Regions from separate parts of the Mus musculus genome. Here region 2 is linked to region 1. A link is a contact called in public promoter capture Hi-C data. All regions are on one chromosome and are shown on one strand. The core of a region is the stretch at or near the end of the contact, and the rest is flanking DNA. Distances in the headings are between cores, read along the strand shown. Region 1 holds the start of Gper1 (G protein-coupled estrogen receptor 1). Region 2 holds the start of Micall2 (MICAL-like 2).

Region 1 (7,076 bases), core at 4,482-6,981:
TTAATCCCAGCATCCAGGAGGCAGAGGCAGAGGGCAGAGGGCAGAGGGCAGAGGGGCAGAGGGGCAGAGGGCAGAGGGCAGAGGGCAGAGGGCAGAGGGCAGAGGCAGGCGAAGCTCTGTGAGTTCGAGGCCAGTCTAGTCTACAGAGCAAGAACCAGGGTAGCCAGGGCTACACAAAGAGAAATCCTGTCTAGGGTTGGGAGGGGAGTCCTAGGGGAGCCAGCGCCCTCTTCTGGTCTCTTCTGGCACTACACACATGTGACACACAACTATGCATGCAAGCAAAAACATCCATGGTCATAGTTATTTACTTACATATTTATTTTACACATGCATATTTATTTTACACAACAGACATGTGAAGGTCTAAGGACACCTTGCAGAAGTTGGTTCTCTCTTTCTATCATAAGGGTTCAGGGATTTAACTCAGGTCATCAGGATTGTTGGCAAATGTTTTGCCTGCTGAGCCCTCTCCCAGTTACACCTCGTTTTTTTGTGCATAGGTTCTGGGGATTAAACTCAGGTTTTCCTTGTAAGTACTTTACTGACTCCACTCCCTCTTCAGACCTGGACGTTTGTGCTTTAAAAAGGCATTAAGTTGGGTGGGTGTGGCAATGCATGTCTGTGATCCCAGCACTCAATGGCCTCAGCCAAAAGGATCCAGAGTCCAAGGCCAGCCTGGGCTAAGGATGAAGAGCCTGTCTTAAATACAAAACAAATGACAACAATGAGAACAACAAAAATGGAGTTGAAGAGGACAAGCAATTAAAACAACTGAGAGGAGGGGCTCCAGTGATTAGGGGAGGGGCTCCAGTGATCAGCCACTTGCTCTAGTGCTGGGGCAACAAAAGGCTACAGGCTGCACCAGGGCCCTGTGGGAAGGATGCTGAGACAAAGTCCCTACAGCCGGCTTAGACAGGGTTATACTCACTGGGTTGTCTCTCTGTCTCTTGACCTGCCTCTGTACCCATTTCATCATAACTTCCTGATAATTCCTACGAGCAAGGAAGGGTCTTGCTACCTAAGGAACCAAGAGGAAGATGTAGAACAAAAGAGAGCAAAGGACAAAGCAGTTTTGCGTGCTCTGACCCAGGGCACGGGTGCAGGAACTCTCAGTGTTGAAAAGGAAACTTGGAACTGATCATCATGAGTGGGGAGAGAGGCCTGTGGGTCCCAAGGCTCTCCTGGCTAAGAAGGGGCTTTGTGGCCTGTGAATAAGCACCCATCTCTGCCACTCCTTCCAGAGCCTCACTCCATCACCACTCTACAGTGTCAACGGCCTCTCTGAATAGCACTCAGGGCCCCTTCCACCCCCATTTACACTCTGAGCTGGACACACTCACTTTTGGTTGCCAACACTCTCCAGGAATCAAAGGAAGCAACCAGAATGCTCCCAGCAACCGTGAAAGAGGCCCAGCTGTCAACACTGAAGCAACTGAAACTGTTCCCCACAGGCCCCCGGCTGTGTGCTCTGAGGGCTAGAGGGGGAGGGGGCAAGAGAGGGGCAGGTGGCAGCTGCAGGGCAGGGATAGGACACTCTCCTGGGGCTGTAAATTCCTTCTCACATTGGGAGATAGGGCTACTGAACTAGCTTTTTCTGGGAAACGGGAGTCCCAGGAAGCCTGGGATGGCAGCTGTAGTGTGCATCTGGGGCGTCTGTCTGTAAGAAGCCTGCACAACCTCTCGCAGGACCAGGACCACAGCACTCAGATGCTCACTCCTATGGTCCCGGGCCAGGCTGGTCTGGGACCTGGATGAGGGTGTCTCTCTGGAGGTGTGGTTTTCCAGTCACTATCTCATAAGATGAGAAAAGGCTCAGGAGTCGGGGAGGCTGTGTCACAGCTCTGCACAGACCCTGACAGAACAGCCTTCCCAAGCCAGGGTGGGCAGACAGTGCTCAGCAATGGCCCAGGAGAGCTGGCCCTGACCGGCTCCTCCCTGCCTACCTTGGGACCCAGACAAATGCTTAGCCTCTGCTTCTTTCTCTATGAAGAAGATGCCTGCCTCTTGCCCTACTAAATACTTACATATTTAAGTCAAGTCTTAGTTGTCCTGAGCACTTTGTGCCATCTCCAGGTAGGAGCCAGCGCTCCCTACCTCCCCTGAGGCTGAAAAACTAGAGGAAAATGCACAACTTGTGTCTGGGGAAATGCTAGTAAAGATGCATGAGAACCTGCCTTCAGGTCCCCAGCGTCACATAAAGAGCTGTGTGCAGCATCACATACCTATAACCCTAGTGTGGGGCGTGGGGACAGGGGGAGCCCTGGAACTCACTGGCTGGCCAGTCTAGCTGAATCAGCAAACTCTGGTTCACTGAGAAATCCCATCTCAAAAACTAAGCTGGCCAGTGACCGAGGGGGACACTAGGCACAGGCCTCTGGCCACCAAACGCACATGCACACAGATACACAGACATATACACATACCCAAAACGCATAAGTGTTGTAGAGTGGGAACACATTGGCAAATTTCTCCAAGCTTTGTGCTGTGTTTTCCCAACACACATGGCTTGTCACTTCAGAGTCAAAACAAATCCCATGAGCAAGGGTCAGAAGAGCAAGAGTGTTGATGGTTGACTCAAATAAATGGCTGTCACTCTGGGTTCCTAACAGGTTGCCGTCTAAGAGGTAGGGTGGCCTCGCTGATGAAAGGAAGCTTCCGCCTCACTCAGGAAAGCACCTGCAGCTCTGGGCCACATATGTCCCACAATAGCTATGGATGTACCCACCACACTTATGGACAATCACAATGTCAAAAGGCCAGTCTTAGGTCAGATCCATGCTCCAGATGACCACTGAGGAGTCGGAAGGGCAATGCTGTATACCGGCCATGCTCAGACTCTGGGATCATGTTCCCGAGGACTGTCAGGCAAGAGGTGACCCTAGACCCATGAAGTTCTGGGGCTGATCTATGCTGTGGAAGACGGCAGGAAGGCCAAGAGAGAGAAGTTTAGGTGGTGGTTGATTGGCGCGGGGGGGCGTGGGGGGGGGGCGGGGGGCGGGGGGTGGGGGGCGGGGGGGGGCGTTGGTGGCACTCTGGATCCTGACCTTTGAAACATGACTGGGTTGTGTGCTGGGAGCACCTGTGAAGAAGGTTCATGAAGGCGTTACATTACTGCACCTGCTCCTCATATATGATCCAATACTGTCTGTATATGGTGTGGGCCTGCCACTGAACTTCTCAGGCCTCTCCCTTTAGCCTTGAGTCACTGATGGAGTGTGAACTCTGCAGCCCAGGCCCTTCCTGCCATGGTACAGCAGCCAGTGTAGGTTCCTCAGATACAACACCATTATAAACAACTGTAGACTTGTGCACAAAACATATTGCCAAACCCACATAGACATCAAACTCAAATGGGGCCAAGCAGACCAGGAAGAACATGAGCAGGCTGGTCCAAGGACAAGGACCCTGGCCCAGACTCAGCCACCAGCCTGCCTTCACCTGCAAATGTTCATGCTGTATTCCTCAGGCTCTGTCCTCTATCAAGAAGCCAAGCCCAGAGGCAGCCTAGATCGGAGACTACAAAGGAAGCTCTCACCAAAGAGGGACTTGCACCGTACTGACAGAATCTTTAAGGTCTCTCTCATCCCTTATCCATACTAAAACCTATGGAGATCAGAAGGCAGACGTGCCCTCTGCCTGGGTCCTGTTGTGCCTCTCAGCAGAGTGGTAGACTAGACGTAGGATGTGACTACCTGGAATGTTGAAGGGAAGGCTGGGCTCAGAGTAAGATGCGCCCCCAAGACTTCAGCTGCCAGTCCTGCATGGCATCAGAGCACCCCAGGGGACTCCCAGGAACCCAGAAGACAGCAAAGGCCCTCTCAGTGGTCCAACACCATGGAACTTGACCATGGGCTTGCAAGAGTGGGGAAATTCTAAGGGAGCGGCTATTTTTAAGTGGCATTCCTTGGCTATTTCAAGGCTTGGGTTTCTGTTTTATTTATTTAATTCAAAAGGAAGCTGTGTTTTCTCAGCATTTGTTTCTTTCTCGATGGTGTCGCAGGCATTGTTTTGGTGCTGACGTCATCCTGACTTGGTAAGCTGGTGAAAAGATACTGAAGGGCCAAGGGGCTCTTCCCATGCTGCTCAAATGAGAAAAAGCCAACTCCGTAGTCAGGGCTTCTACAGCTCAAAGGGGCCCTAACAGTATTTTTCCACTAAAAATTGTATTTTTAATGGAACTCTATTTAAAGAAGTGTACATTTCAAAAAATGCATATCTCAAAGATTCTAAGCCAGTTTCCTATAGAAAGCCACCAAACATGTTTCTAGCAGGAAGCTACACACGTGGGCACAGGGCAGCTGATCGTTGTTTTCTAGAGACCCTGTAGCTGTCTACATGCAGCTAACTGCTTCATCTGTTCATAAACATATTTTATGTGTATGACTGTTTTACCGGCATGGGTGTCACCTGTGTGCCTGGTTCCCAGAGTCTGAGAGTGTGGGTTGGATCTCCTAGGTCTGGAGTTACAGATGATGGTGAGCCACCCTAGGGGTGCTGGGAATTGGACCTCTGTCCTCTTTAAGAGCAACAAGTGTTAACTGCCGAGCCACCTCTCCAACCCAGTATCTGCTTCTTCCTGCTGCACAGAGTCCCCCTTTAGAGGAGCAGCATGTGGTGGTTTCTGCAGTCCTCAGCCAGCAGAGGTATGCAATATTCATGCTCAGAACACAAATGCCCTCTCAATGTATTCAACATCACAGATTGCCGACAATCAAAAAGACATCAAGCTAAAAACACAGGGGGCTGCACTGAGTGGGAAGAGGTGGGACCCTGGGGGTCTCTTGCCAGCCATCCTACCTGTTTTGGTGAGCCCTAGGCTGATCAGTGACCCTGCCATAAACAAACAAACAAACAAACAAACAAACAAGGTGGACAGAACCTGAGGACTAGCAAACAGGTTCTCTAGCCTCTACATCCACATACATTTATACCTACATACATAAACATGCACACACACTCAGATACAAAGAAGAGTGCACAAATGAGACCAACGAACTCTAAATCATTACGAATACATAATCACTTGACTGGATTGCTCAGGTCGGGGCTGCAGGAGGTCCGATTATGTGGCGAAGCCCTGTTCCCCATGTTTGTCTCCACCCCCAGGGCCACAATTCTATGAGAACCCCAGTGTTGTGGATACGTACTAAGTAAGTTACAAGGCCACTTCCCCCCCCCCCCACCTTGGTTGTACACGGTCTAGAACTAGAGACAGAGCTGACCCCTGGGTAGAGGGACATTAGCCCTAGCTAACATTAGAGTAGAAAACACACCTGGATTCCTAATTTCTGGTCAAAATGCCGGCTACTTGTAGACTGTATTTCCCACTTCGAGCATCCCTAGGAAAACTATAGCTTACATTTGCTGTGTGACTGCAGTCCTACCATGCTGATTGAGGAAACTCAGTGTTCAGTTTTAAAGCCAGCACAAGCTAAAACAGGCAAGGGTATCATTGCTTCAACAAATGAGGAAGGATTCTTACCTAAAAGGTAAACAATATTATAATCCTTTCACACTTTAAATAAATGTGTCAGTGGGTGAAAATCAGCAGTCACACTGGAAACTTCCATAAAATACACATCCAGCAGGGTCGTTTTCACTGTCTACATGTGGGAGGAAAAAAACTGCCAGCAAAAAAATGGTTAATGCTGGCCTTAAAGGGAGGCTGGCCAGAGCCCAGTGAGTAGGCTTGGGAAGTCTATAAAGGAGGCGCTGTGCCAAGGGGGCCAGACGCTGCTGGACGGCCACAGGCATCCATCCCCAGGCATCGGGCGGGTGCTTCTGTTCCTCTCCTGCTGGGTCCCTGCTGGGCACCGTCCCCAAAGTGCTGCAAGTCCAGGGTCCATCCCTGGAGCAAGCTCCAGGAGCACCTCCAGCAGATGGCCTGGTAACGCCACGGCACAGGTAAGATTCACACTCAGGTTCCGGGACTGCGTGTGGCTCGGAACTCCTTGCTGGGGTGGGGTGGCACTGGTGGGGCAGTCATGCACCCTCGGCCTCCAGGATTGCACGATAGGTGTGAGCAAGGTCTATCCAGGCGCAGGCAACAACAGCATGCCTACCTAAAGCTCGGCCACACTTGGGTCCTGGCTACGCCCTGTAACACCACGATGCTGCCACTCTGTCTGCCAAGGGAGTCCTGGAAGCTTACAACTGTTTCAAGGACAGGGGCCTCGTAAGCCTGGCAAAAACCTAGTCTTGTTTCCCCAGATCAGGACACCCAACAGAAAATCAGAAGGACACTAAGTCTGATCGTTAGATTAACAGAGCAGCGATCTGGACCAAGGACAGAAGCCAGGGTGTCATTTCTGCCATGCACCCACCAAAACAGCTGATCAGATCTAGGGAGAAAGCCATCCAAGGACTCTGCTCCCCTTAAGCTGCTGGAATTGTGGCCAAGCCTCAACACTCACACACTCTGGGTGAGTACTTTTAAATTTTCAGGTTTTGTTTGTTTGTTTGTTTCAGCCCTGACTGGCATCAAACTCACTTCATAGACTGGGCTGGCCTCAAACTTAGAGCTCCACTTGCCTCTCATCCTTTTGTGCTGGGATTAAAGTATGCACCAGGCTCAGGTATCAGAAGAAATGAAGGGAAACCCTCTGCATTGTAGCTAGACTCAGAAGACTGGCGCTTCTGTGGCTCAGATGGGCACGTCCATGAAAGATGGGTTGGCCACCCACACCCACACATCCAAGGCAGGATGTGGCCACAGCCCCTCCTTTCTTCTTCCCATCATTTTAATGAAGCAGTATTTGGGGAGAGAAAGGCCAATTTAAACCTCTGGTTTGCTCTTGCTCCACCTCAAAACCAAATGCAATCACCACAAGCAAAGCAACAGAGATGTGTTTTCAGGAGCACATCTGAGGAGCACTTTGCTGTCTCGCTCTGACTGTGAAGGAAGACACAGGGACAGTAGCTGCCATGTCCCTGCCCGGGGCAATATGGACACTTAGTAGCATTCTCAGCTTCCACTCACCAGATGCCAGCACCCATCTCCTACACAGTGACACCCTAGGGTCTCGAGACACTGCTAGTGCCGCTGAGAACCTGGATTACCCCAGAGAGCCCCG
Region 2 (6,915 bases), core at 868-3,367, 310 kb after region 1:
TAACTAAGAGACTTGAGCTATCAGTCCAGCTGGGGAGACCGCAAGGAAGTCAGCAGTGTGAGATAACCCTCCCAGAGTGAACTGAGCAGGCACCTCTTCGTCCAGCCTCCTTCCTGTCACCAACTCTTGGTTCCCTGTTCCCTGTCATTACCTTGAACTTCTGTCTCTGAGACCAGAAGTTGCTCCCTGCACTAGATGACCTTATGCTGTATACAGTAGGCACTCATTAGATAAGTGAGCAAATCTTTAACACTTGCCTGTGCCAGCATATACATGCACACACAAGTAAACATACAAGTATAAATAAACATATATCTCTTCGTGTACACCTCTCCTCCTCTGTGGGGACTACATGTCAGGCCATGAGCACACATAGTCCCTGCTTCGGAGCAGAGGAAACCCCATGTCTGCAAAGGCCCTGTCCCTGTCCAATTACCAGCTGAGGCTAATCCAGCCAAAATCCAACATCATCGTCTCCTCCACTTGAGAACTCGTCACATAGTTCTCATCTGAGCTCCCCACTCTGCATCATCATCCAGACTCCCCCTGCACCACCGGAAGAAACCTGACTACCCACGTTCTCATCCCAAGTCCATTTTCCAAGGTCTACATCCTTGGCCCAGCATCCATCGAAGCTCAGCTTCCTGGTTTCCACATGACTGATGCCCCACTGAGCTCACACCATCCATCTCCCTGAGAGTGACTGAGGCTCATGCCATGGGGCCCTCCCAAGCAGCTCGGGGGTTGGGGTGGGGAATTCATAACCACAGGGCAGAAGCCTACTTCTTGCTCAAGATTCCGGCTTCCTGAGCAGAGCAAAGCTTGGCACAAGGGAGTCTGATAGCACCAGGCCTGGCTCTTCCTGACACATTGTGTAACACGAACAATATTTGTTTGTTTTTCCTTTTCGGAGCCTCAGTTTCCCCATCTGCACAGCAAGAAGGCTGGCTGAGGTGGGCTCCACAGGTGCTGCCTGGAGCCTCACTCAGCCCTAAGACCTCCCTGGGAAACACTCCCAGACCAGCCAACTCTGCATTTATGTACCATGTACAGGAGAATGCTTTCCTCTGAAGGGCATGGGCTGTAGGTGATCTTGTCCCATTTCAGGACTCTGGTCACCAGACTAACTTAGGTCCCTGTAACAGAGTCTGCCTAAGTGTTTGCTAAGTGAATAACTGATAGAACAGTTTGAGTTGTGGGCCAAGGTCCTTCAACAAGACAGAGCTGGCTTGCTTCCCAACTTCCTATGCCAAGACTCTTCTTCTATAGAAGGCTTTAGACCCAATCCCTGTCCTCTCCTACAACTTCCAAGGATGATGGCCCAGACTCCATTGTCTCCTGTCATTCTAAGGTGCTAAAAGGCTTGCGCTTCCCTCTTTGATTGCTTTCCCAAAGATGCCTAGACAAATTAGAGGAGGGGCAGTAATCCCACTAGAAGCCTCAAATGGCCCTGATCTTGGGGCCAGACCTCAGACCCCCAGGAGCTGTTCCTTTGCCCTTTCTCAGGGAGCTCGGGGAAGGCGGACGCTGCCCTGAGTCACCACTGACTAAGCCGGCTGGACAGCCCATGTCCTGGCCCCTGGCCCAGCTGCACTTGGTGGCCTGCACAGAGGCTACTTGACTGCCACAGCCTTGGAGACCACCAAATAGGCTGTACCTGCAGGTCTCTGCTCTACCCCGGGTGGCCCATCTGAGAGGGGTGTGTCTGAAACCTCCGACCCGGATCCCAAGGCAGGCGTGGCCTCAGTTTCCCGTTTGCAGCGGCACATCAGAGCCCGACAGAGGGGTTAAAGAGCACTCACATAAGGTCAGGCCGGTGTCGGTGCAAGATAGCGCAGAAGGCCAGGCCATCGCGGAACGAGGTGGTCATGTTGGTGATGCTCACGTCCCGGTAGCCCTCGCACTGCTGCCGGCACCATTCTTGCAGGGCCTTTATGGCGGCCATATGGGCGGCAGGACGGGCTGGCGGCTCGAGGAGCTGGCTACAGGCCCCTCTTGGGCCCGAGACGCGCAGGAGGCCCGGACCCGCCGACCACCAGCCGGGCTGGAAGAAGAGAACACCGGGAGACCGGCGCCCCACACACTCTTGACGCCTGCGAGGCCGCCGGCCCCGCCCCCTAGAGGCCCCGCCTCTTCAGACCCGCCCCCACAAGATCACGCCTCTTGAAGGCCTGGCTCACCAGCTCCAAGCTCCACACAGGCTCCTTGTTCCGGCCGCACCGCCCCAGTTTGGTCAGGCCACACCCACGCCCCACAAAGGGCACGCCCACATAAGACCACGCCCCCTCTTTCCTGGGACTTGAAGAATAGGGGCCCGGTACTCTGGGCGTTGGCTCCCGCCTTGGCCTTTAGCCATAACTCCCAGCAGAGGCGTCGGGGTTTTCTTTTTTTGTTTTCCTTGAGACCGGGACCAATGTAGCTCGCATTGGCCTCTAGCTTATTATAAAAGCAAAGATGACCTTGTGTTTCAGATTCCCCAGCCTCCACCTCCTTTACTGCTCTCGGATTACAGGCTTGTGCCCCACACCATGCCTGGTTTGTGCAGTGCTGGGTATGGACCCTGAGGCTTCCTGCATGCCAGGCAAGCATACCACCAGCTGAGCTACACTCCCAGCTACGGTTTTCTTTCTTACTTTTAATTCTATCTTATGCATATGGGCTTTGGTCTGAAAGTGTATCTGCACCCCTTGTGTGTCTGGTAGCCCGGGAGACCTGAAGAAGGCCCCTGCTCTTCTAGAATCGGAGTTGGAGCGGGTTGTGCTGCCATGTGGGTGCTGGAAACTAAACCCCAGGACTTCTGGAAGAGCAGCAAATGCTCTTAACGACTGACCCATCTCTCCAGTCCAAACCCGCAACAGCGTTCTTTTATTTTATTTTATTTTTTAAAGTTGAGGCCAAGCTGCCTAGTCTGCCTAACTCATCCTCCTGCCTCAGCCTCTAGAGTTGGCAGCCTGTTGACAAATGGGAAAACAGAGGCTAGGGTAGATGCAACCTCTGAGGAGTGTCCCTTTTCAGGGTCTACAAAGCTGTCTGGTTGGAAGCTGGGGTGGACCTTGCTGAGTAGTGTGCTTTCCCATCAGACAGATACTGGTCGTGATGGCACACACCTGGAATCCCAGCCCTCAGCGGGGAGAAGCTGGAAGATCAGAAATCCAAGCTTATCCCAGGATACATATGGGGTGCAAGGCTGACATGGGCGACCTGAGACCCTGTCTCAAACTTTAAAATACTGTCTGCTTTCCCTTCACCCTCAAGGGTGCCAAGCCAGCCAGAATAACCGCTCTACATTCACAGAGGAGGAAAGGAAGGCTGAGGGGGCACGCTCCAGGGGTCTTGAGACAGGAGACTCTTAGCCTCTTTCAAGTCTCTGAGGATGCCAGGGGTGATTAAGGAAAGTACCTCTCCCAGGTCCTCAGTTAGAGCCAGGGGCTGCCCTGAATGTTCTTTTGTTGTTTTGTTTTGTTTCTGAGACAGAATTTCTCTGTGTAGCCCTGGCTATCCTGGAACTCACTCTGTAGACCAGGCTGGCCTCGAACTCACAGAGAACCACCTGCTTCTTCCTCAAGTGCTGGAATTAAAGGTGTGCGCCACCTCTGCCCAGCTTTGTTTCTCCGCACCCTCAGGAATCTATATGTCATCAGATGGACCGGACTATGACAGCAACAGTGTGAACCGGCCCTTCCCAGCTGGGCCCCAGAGCTTGTCTAGGCAGGATCTTTAGGAAGGTAGGTGTTTTCCCCAAAATGGCATCTGGCTTGGAGCCAGGTGCCGTCTCTACCAGGAGTGAAAACAGGTTTTCCGTGCCCAAGCTGTGGGCTGGCATCAAGGAGGCACCTGGGTACAGGCAGCAGGTGTGGGGCTGGTAGGTGGGCAGCAAGATCCTCATCCCAACTCTGGAGGGCACAAGACTGCCCCTGGGATTATAGCCCCAACCCTTGCCCAGTGGAAGCAGCTGACCTGCCCGAGGGTTCTCGCCAGGAGGACAAAGTGCAGTATCACACCCCATTCAGCTAGAGCCTGGTCCCGGAACCAGGTTTTCCTGACCCTCTGGGCAGCAATTACAAGAACCGGAAAAGCTGGTAAGGAAGGTAACTGCCAAGACGTGGGGAGAAAGGGTGTGCAAACGGAGGGAGGGCCATGCCAGGGTCTGAGTTCTAATGTCAGCTCCAGGGTCATCATGTGACCAGCCTCTTCAGACTCCCCACCCTTAGCTCCTGCCACCTCGGGAGCTTGAGGACAGTATTCGTGACAGTCCCCTGGGGCCACTAATCATGTCACCACCAGCACCTCATAGAGCCTGCCTTTCTAGAGTCCCCCAAACGGGAACACCTCAATCTGCCCACCACTGTGAGCCTTCCCACATGCTCCCCCGGGGGCTTAGTCCACCATAGTCCACCTTGCAGACCTCCTTAAATGTTCCAAGAGCCCCTCTTGCCAACTCTCCTCTGAATAAAGTCCAGGAACCTTATCAGCCACCAGAACCTGCCAGCCCCGCTTATCGTGACTCTGCAGGCCACACCCTACCATGTTCCCTCTGGGCCTTGGTTCTCCAGCTGACTCCAAGAGCCCACTGTGCAACTCCACCAGGCCACTGAAGTCATTTGGGCGCTCTTCTCGGCTCCTCCCACCTCCCCTCCAGCCCTCATATAGCTGGTGCTCCCCCATCCAACCAGAAGCCTTTGGCCCCAGTCTGAGAAACCTTTTCTCATGCTGTCACCTCTGCCCTGGTGGCACCTAGCCCCAGCTTTCACTAAGTCAGCTTTTCTCAGTGACAGCCATTGTCTGGGTAACAAACCATAGACCTGCCCCGGGAGGCCAGGAAAATGGGCATCAAACCTACTGCTTGGGCTGGAGAGATGGCTCAGTGGTTAAGAGCACCGACTGCTCTTCCAGAGGTCCTGAGTTCAATTCCCAGCAACCACGTGGTGGCTCACAACAATCTATAATAGGATTGATGCCCTCTTCTGGTGTTTCTGAAGAGAGCAATGGTGGTGTAATCATATGCATAAAATAAATAAATCTTTAAAAGAAAAAACCTTCAGTCTTAGTGTCTTGTGCTGCAAAGGAAAGCATAGCTGTCTCTCACAGGGGAGAGTGCACACAGTAGGCACTCAATGAATTCATGTGCTTACAATTGAGTCTTTATTCCTCACAATGATCTCCTGGGTGGTGGTAGAGTGTATTGGACCCTTTAGGACATTTGCTAATTACAGTCTAAGAGTGGCAGAGACACCGTGAGAGGGACACACAGAGAGAAAGGCAAAGACAGAGAGACAAAGACACAGGGAGCCCGAGAAGCAGACACACAGGAGAGAAAGAAACAGAGACTAGGGAGACAATGTGCAGAAGAGTGATCAACTTCCGTTCCTGCAGAGGACCCCAGGTTATGTGTGCAGCAACCAAGCGGTGATTCCCAACTGTCTGTAACTCCAGTTACAGGAGACTTTTGTTTTGTTTTTGTTTTTGTTTTTGTTTTTGAGACAGGGTTTCTCTGCATAGCCCTGGCTGTCCTGGACCTCACTCTGTAGACCAGGCTGGCCTTGAACTCAGAAATCTATCTGCCTCTGCCTCCCAAGTGCTGGAACTAAAGGCCTGTGCCACCACTGCCCAGCGACATTTTTTTAAGTATGTAAAATAATAGGAGCTGGAGAAATGGCTCAGTGAGTGGTTAAGAGCACCAGCTACTCTTCCAGAGGACTTGGGTTTGATTCTCAGCACCCACATGGTGGCTCACGATTGTCTAACTGTATCCCAGACCCAGGGGAGCCGATGTCCTCTTTGGACATCAGTGTGCACTTGTCATCTGACATGACTTCCTGGAGAGACACATGTGTCTACTTACCTCTGATAGGGAACCCACTACAGACCAAAGCATGAACACCACCAAAGTCCAACTCGGTGACCCCATGAGCTTTATTGGGGTTACTTACAGAAATATGGGTGAGGGGTTACAGGAGCAGAAATGACTCAAAGACTCAAATGAACCAAAGCATGGGGGATGGGCCACGAGGGCTGAGGACCTGCAGCACGTCGCCACACAGCCTGCAGGCAGCTCAACAGGCTGAAGAGTGTCCTTTCCAAGTGACTCAGTCTACACCACTTCCGAGGCAGCTGGTCCAGTCTGGGAGTCTTCTTCGAAGTTTGGCTTGTCTCCGAATGATGGGAGGGGCTGGCCTAGTGAATCTGATCAGTTTCAGGGACTTCAGGAAGCTACATGGAGTTGTTCACCTTCTGTCTTAAGGAGCATCCCTTCAGAATGGGATGTTTCAGTCTAGAGGAAACCTCTACACAACACTGTATACACAAGGTACACACCTGTGTATGCAGGAAAACACACAGACACTTTTTAAAAAGAGATAAAAGGGACTGGTAAGATGGCTCAGTGGTTAAGAGCACTGGCTGCTCTTCCAAAAGTCCTGAGTTCAAATCCCAGCAACCACATGGTGGCTGATAAACCATCTGCAATGGGATCTGATGCCCTTTTCCTGGGGTGTCTGAAGACAGCAACAGTGTACTCAGATAAAATATAAATCTTTTTAAAAATGCTTTTAAAAAAATTTAAATAAATAAAAAATTAAAAAGAGAGATAAAAGTGTGATCTTACCACGCCATCAGGGACTCGTGGACCCTGTGATCACTGTACTGTTTTTGCAGGATTTATGTCTCGGGTGGCTGAGTTCTAAAGGGTTAGGAGAAGCGGTAGGCACACCTGTGAGGGATGTAGGCTGAGCCTGGAGAGCACATGGGATCAGCCACATGGCTACCTCTGGGAATGTGCAGTGTACAACCTATACCACTGTCCACTGTGCTACAGCTGCCCAGACTGTGTGTGCACGGGCACGTGTGTGCACAGGAAGGCTGAACACAGGCTTTCATCCCACTGTATTTGTAGGTGCCATTGTACTCAGAAATTGG

The links. Promoter capture Hi-C pulls out the DNA fragments that hold promoters and counts their contacts.
Region 2: a promoter capture Hi-C map of the HPC-7 cell line shows a contact between it and region 1. The contact joins the promoter of Micall2 here to the promoter of Gper1 in region 1. A contact is called at or near these places in 3 of 39 promoter capture datasets (the HPC-7 cell line, cranial neural crest and second pharyngeal arch cranial neural crest), 1 of 115 datasets of contacts at active chromatin or transcription factors (acute myeloid leukemia) and 1 of 9 other capture datasets (embryonic stem cells).

The regions. Positions count from the first base shown.
Region 1 is chr5:139,417,448-139,424,523 of GRCm38.p6, forward strand. Gper1 (G protein-coupled estrogen receptor 1) reads left to right here and starts at 5,732. Exons shown (of 3, transcript NM_029771.3): 1 at 5,732-5,907; 2 at 6,214-6,425. The region is part of intron 2 of 3110082I17Rik (RIKEN cDNA 3110082I17 gene); the gene reads right to left.
Region 2 is chr5:139,734,216-139,741,130 of GRCm38.p6, forward strand. Micall2 (MICAL-like 2) reads right to left here and starts at 2,118. Exons shown (of 17, transcript NM_174850.3): 1 at 1,803-2,118. The coding sequence starts at 1,945.